Regions from separate parts of the Rattus norvegicus genome. Here region 1 is linked to region 2. A link is a contact called in public Hi-C data. All regions are on one chromosome and are shown on one strand. The core of a region is the stretch at or near the end of the contact, and the rest is flanking DNA. Distances in the headings are between cores, read along the strand shown.

Evidence for each region. A called contact is a pair of places that touch in the nucleus more often than the background predicts.
Region 1: a Hi-C map of the A7r5 cell line shows a contact between it and region 2, with 7 times the contacts expected there. The contact joins two enhancer-like sites. A contact is called at or near these places in 11 of 12 Hi-C or Micro-C datasets (the A7r5 cell line, Schwann cells, frontal cortex and 6 more).

Annotation. Positions count from the first base shown.
Region 1 is chr3:182,272,559-182,275,323 of GRCr8, reverse strand. It overlaps the pseudogene Uchl3-ps1. Among named protein-coding and RNA genes, the nearest start is that of Ctcfl1, 35 kb to the left of the region's middle. Within about 2 kb of position 1,268, at least 2 of the 93 cell types and tissues checked have an H3K27ac peak or open chromatin away from gene starts, as enhancers often do. A contact at or near this core is called in the A7r5 cell line, where this site is marked.
Region 2 is chr3:182,006,051-182,008,911 of GRCr8, reverse strand. No RefSeq gene overlaps it. Among named protein-coding and RNA genes, the nearest start is that of Bmp7, 130 kb to the left of the region's middle. Within about 2 kb of position 1,366, at least 3 of the 93 cell types and tissues checked have an H3K27ac peak or open chromatin away from gene starts, as enhancers often do. A contact at or near this core is called in the A7r5 cell line, where this site is marked.

The DNA.
Region 1 (2,765 bases), core at 19-2,518, 270 kb before region 2:
ATTAAACTTTATGTGAATAAACTTTGACTTTACCTGTAAAAAAAAAAAAAAAAAGAAATCCCACCAGAGAGAGAACAAGGCACAGTCACTGCCAGGTGACCTGAGGGCTTCGTGGAGGGAGCACGGCTGTCTGCCATGACACAGTTCGTGAGGCCCCACACACGACTGTTGTGGAAGCTGATTCGTCTGCTTACACAGAATCTACAGTGGGCCTCAGGTAACCACTCTGCAGGGTTTCCCAACTGTCTCAGTTCCTTTTCCATTGCCGTGACAGAACACCCTGACGAAAGCAAGGTTTAAAAGTCAGCATTTAATTAGGGTCTCCGGAGGTTTACAGCCCACGGCCTTCTCAGGCCTTCTTCTCAGCAGGGAACGTAGCGGCAGCCAGGTCTGTGAGCAGGGTGGTGCTAGAGCAGCAGCTAAGAGCTTACACACTTTTTTTTTTCAATGTGCATCGGTATTTTGCCCTCATGTATGTCTGTGTGGGAGTGTGGGATCTTGGAGTTACAGTCTGTGCCATGTGGGTGCTGGGGATTGAACCCCTGTCCTGTGGAAGAGCTGACAGAGTTCTTAACCACTGAGCTATCTGTCTAGCCCCAAGCTTACATTCTTATCTACAAATAGGGGGCAGGGGGAGCACCATGGGCTTTTGAAACTTCAAATTCCGGGCTGGAGAGATGGTTCAGTGGTTAAGAGCACTGACTGATCTTCCAGAGGTCCTGAGTTCAAATCCCAGTGACCATGTGGTGGCTCATAACTGTCTGTAATTCATTAATGAGGTCTGATGCCTTCTTCTGTTGTGTGTTGTGTCTTAAGACACACCATATATATATATATATATATATATATATATATATATATATATATATATATATATATATATATATATCTAAAAAAATTTTTAAAAAGAAACTTCAAATTCCAGCCCTGCCTCCACCCCACCCCAACTCCTCCACCACCCCCAGTGACACACTTCCTCCTACAAGGCCACACCTACTCCAACAAAGGCCACAGCTCTTAATCCTTAAACAGTTATAACTGGGGACTGTAACCCGTGAGGCTGGCAGCAGCGGTGATGTGTGGAGCAGTCTTGGTCACATAAGGAATGAATAGGCAGCAGGCAGTGCACGGGGTCAGAGGAGCTGCTGAATGGAAAAGGTGGCCCCACCTCAGGAGGGCTCCCCAGTTCCGCACAGGCCCCTCTGTTTCTCTCTCACTCTGTTCTTTCAGCGACCTGCTCTTCCTGGCCCCTGGAGGGAGCTCCCAGCCAGTAAAAGCTGCCTGACCAAGGGCTTCTGATCACCTCAGCTCTCAAGAGTCCTTGTGTCTATAAGCCACAATGATCTGCTAGCTTGGCTGGGCGTTAGAATTCCCTCGGGAGGGTTAAAGAAGGAATGTGTGGGGGCACCTTTTCCCTTCAGCTCTGGCTGTCCTGGAACTCACTGGGTAGACCAGGCTAGCCTTGAAATCACAGAGCTCCACCTGCCTCTGCCTCCCCTGCACTGGGGTTGAAGGTGTTTGCTCTATGCCCAACTTAGGAGCCCTTCTTCTGTCACGTGGTTCCCAGGTGTAGAACTCTCTCGAGTCATCAGTCTTGGCACCAAGGGACCTTTACTTACTGAAACATCTCACCAGCCCACAATTTTGGTTTTCTGAAACTTCATTCATGTCAGCCTCAAACTTCGTATGCGACCAAGACTAACCTTGAACTCCTGGCCTTCCTACCTCTGTCTCCTGACTGCCACAATTACAGGTGTGAACCACTCTGGGACCTTTGAAGAAGCCTAGTGTCCAGCTGCTCCTGGACAAGCTACTCTAGAACACGGGGTGGGACCTAGCTCAGGGCCACCAGAACTCCCAAGTAGAGTGAGGAAGGGGAAGAAGGAGGGGAAAGGGAGGAAGTGACAGAGGGCAAAGAAGAGAGAGAAGGAGAGAGAGGCACACCAGGCTGTGAGCCCACCTCCCCTCCACAGAGGAACAGGCAAACCCAGACATTGCAAAACCATCCACGACACTCATTGGTGACAATTCCAGCACCCGCTTCCTGGCTTCCTGCAGCGGGCGACTGAGGCCTGCTAGATCCCCTAGAAGCTTTCGGAACACAGACAAAACTGTTCAGTAACAAGCGAGGGCTTCCTCAGACATTGTGAGGAATGCACAACACCCTGCTTTCTGTAAACTCTCAGCTTCACAGAGCAAAGGGACACACAGGAGACCCTCTTCTTTTTCTGCTCTTTGAATATTCTAGAACTTATGATTAGGTGCCATCGCTAGCACTGAACAATAAGCCATGCAGCCAGTGACTGTGTGCATGGGTTCAATGGAAGCAGGTGCTTGTGGGCAGTGTCTTAGTCAGGGTTTCTGTGGTTGGGACTAAACACCATGGCCAACAAGCAACTTGGGGAGGAAGTTTATTCAGCTTACACTTCCACATCACTGTCTGTCACTAGAGGAAGTCACGACAGAAACTCACAGGGCACGAACCTGGAGGCAGGAGCTGATGCAGAGGCCATGGAGGGATGTTGCTTACTGGCTTGCTCCCCATGGCTTGCTCAGCCTGCTTTCTTATAGAACCCAGGACCACCAGCCCAGGGATGGCCTCACCCACAATGGAATCTCCTACCCTTGATCACTAGTTGAGAAAATTCCTTAGAGCTGGATCTCATGGAGGCATTTCCTCAAGGGAGGTTCCTCTCTCTATGATGGCTCCAGCTTGAGTGTCAGGTTGACACACAAAGCCAGCCAATACAGACAGAGACAGCGTT
Region 2 (2,861 bases), core at 117-2,616:
GGCCTATTTTCTCTCCTTGTCTCACTCTCCTGGTGGACAACCTTCCTCCCTCTAGATTTCTGGCTTAAAAAAAAAAAGAAAAAGAAAAGTAAGGCAGCCAGGCAAGCCTTACTCCCTGGAACCAGGAGCCAAAGTAAACTCTTTTACTTGCTTGTCTCAGCTAGGCTGCCCAGCCTCGAAAAGCCATGGAAGGAATACCGTCTTTCTCCGTCAAACCCAGCCTCTGCCTCCTACTGCATGCTGGTTGGCCAAGGTCTGTGTGTGACAGACAGGCTTTCACAGGAGAGCCCCCCAACACACACACACACACACACACACACACACACACACACACACACACACACACACACACACGCGCGCGCGCGCGCGCGCGCGCACCCAAGGTTAAGAGGTTTATCTCGGGGGCTGGGGATTTAGCTCAGTGGTAGAGCGCTTACCTAGGAAGCGCAAGGCCCTGGGTTCGGTCCCCAGCTCCGAAAAAAAAAAAAGAACCAAAAGAGATTTATCTCAACAAGAAGCCTCGAGGGAAACAGTGCCTCTAAGAGACGCCACCTTGAAGGTTCAGGAGCGACCAGAAAAAGTTGCATCTTTCTGTTCTGCTGCTCTCTCATATTCTCGTCACCCCCCAGGCATCCCTCCTGGTTGCAGAGTGGTTGCCAGGGCACCAAACATAACATGTTTATCCCAGTCCAGACAGGAAGAAAACCGTGTTTCTTTCACCTGATGAACCAGCTTTCTCTCAGGCGCCAAAAGAGCCAGATTTCCTCAAGTCTCATTGGTCAGAATTATGTCACATGATCGTTTCTAAGCCAGTCCCTGGCCAGCAATAGGTTTTCATGACTGTTGGGGACCAATAAGGTTTCAGTCTTGGAAGCAAGCCGCCCTTGAGTTCCAGGTAACCGAACACCAACAAGATGGAGTCTAGGCGTCTGAGGCTAGAGAAAATCATCACTACGTAGAAATAAGCAGTATAGTTTAAATACCCAGATAAATGTATGTTCCGATAAATAACTTTTAACGTTTGGTATGTCTCGCGTGGTGCTTGAGGCATATAGTAAGGCAGAACCCCAGAGCGGTGGGTTCATTATACTTTCTCTGGGTGTCTATTAACCACTCAATTATGTCCAACACGGCTGTCCATCACTGCTGGCGCCTGGACTCGGGCCGTGGGCTGAACTTTTCTGCAGTTGCGCTCCTGTGTTTTTGTTGGAAACGCCTTCTCTGGGTGGAAATGGCAGGACGGTGGCTGGGATCTCGCATCCCATGCCTGGAAACCCCGTCCCAGGGCTTGGCTGTGCAGCCTTCTGCTTGGCCACCGCCCCGGAAGGCGCAGCCTTGAGGCTGCAGCGCCTCCCTTCTGGAAGAGTGCGGCGGCGGCCAGCAGAGGGGGCCGCAAGAGCGCTTATCCGTCCCAACGGGGCCTCCAGAGGCTGGGGCTTGAGAGGAATTCTGTGGCGTCTACCTGGCCAGGCTTCAACCGCTTTGCATTTTGTAGGAGAATCGCTTCCCAAGTAAAAGTGTCCATCTTTAAACGCCTGCTCGACGTGCAAGTGTGAATGGGTAGAGAGTGTTAAAACCCGCTGCCCCGGGCTGCAGAGTCAGCTGAGTCCTTAATACCGCTGTTCCTATTCTATCAAGCAGAGAGGGTGTGTGTGTGTGTGTGTGTGTGTGTGTGTGTGTGTGTGTGTGTGTGTGTTCAGCTGGGTGTGATAGTGCGTACCTGTAATTCCAGCATTTGGAAGGCTGAGGAAGGAAGACCCTGAGTCCAAGACCAGCCTGGGCTATATATCAATCAAGACACTTTAAAAAATTAAAATCGGGGGAGAGGGAGGAGAGCTGAGTGTTCCCTCCTCTCCCCTCTTCTAGGGATGGGAAGGTGCTGGCATCATGCTCTAAGAAACAGTTCGATGTAACGCGGGTTCTTCGCAGGCAGGGATGACAGGATAGGAAGGCAGCCTGAGCTCTTGAGTGGCTGGACTCCAGTAGGCTGAGTCTGGGACAGCCCCGCCCTGGGGTCTTAGCATCTGGGCCACGCGGGCAATCCTTGGGGAGCACCTGGGCAGCCGCCCTTGTGCAGCACAGCCTGCCGAATGAAGCCGGGAAGGCAAGTACAGACCGCTCGAGGGCGTGTTTCTTAATAATAATCTTCTCAACACAAAGAATAATTCAAAGTTTATGCAAGGTGATAGAAAGAAACCCCAATGACTCAAACGGTATTTTGGGAGCGGAGCAGCTCCTCCCCAGGGTCAGGATGAGCAATCCCAAGTGATTACTAGCCACTTAACGAGAAAATTGTCTCCGGGGTGAAAAATCCAAAACAAGGAGATCTTTAGGCAGAAAGGCCAGCGTTAGACCCTTCGGGCAGATGTTTGCCTCCCCAAATATCATGTACTTCAAGCCACAACCAATCACAGCGGACTTCCCTCATGAGGGCTCTGGGGAAAAATAAATCCAGGTGTTAAAGGGTCCAGAGAGACTGGGTGGGGTGGAGGTGGGGGCTGGGAGGGGTAGGGGGCGGTGTTGATGCTGAAGAGGTCCTCCATTTCCTGGAAATTTTGCGGACTGTAGCAATCACACCCCCAGCTGAGAGGTGGGTTCCGAAGACTCCTTTTGTTCAGGGGCATTTGGCTCTCCGTGGGGGGTGAGGGAGGGGTGGCTGGACCCAAACAGCTAGCTTTGCGGAGACCACCCCCGCCCCACCCCGGCTTCTTTTGTCTCCCCTTCTCCAATCATTTTCTTTTAGCTTTCTCCCAGGAAGTCTGGGACCAGCATGGCCTTCATACTTCAGGGAGCCAGGCAGGGGACAAACTAAGGCTGTGGTTTCTCTGGAACTCAGAACGCGGTGGCCCCACCGTTCCCAC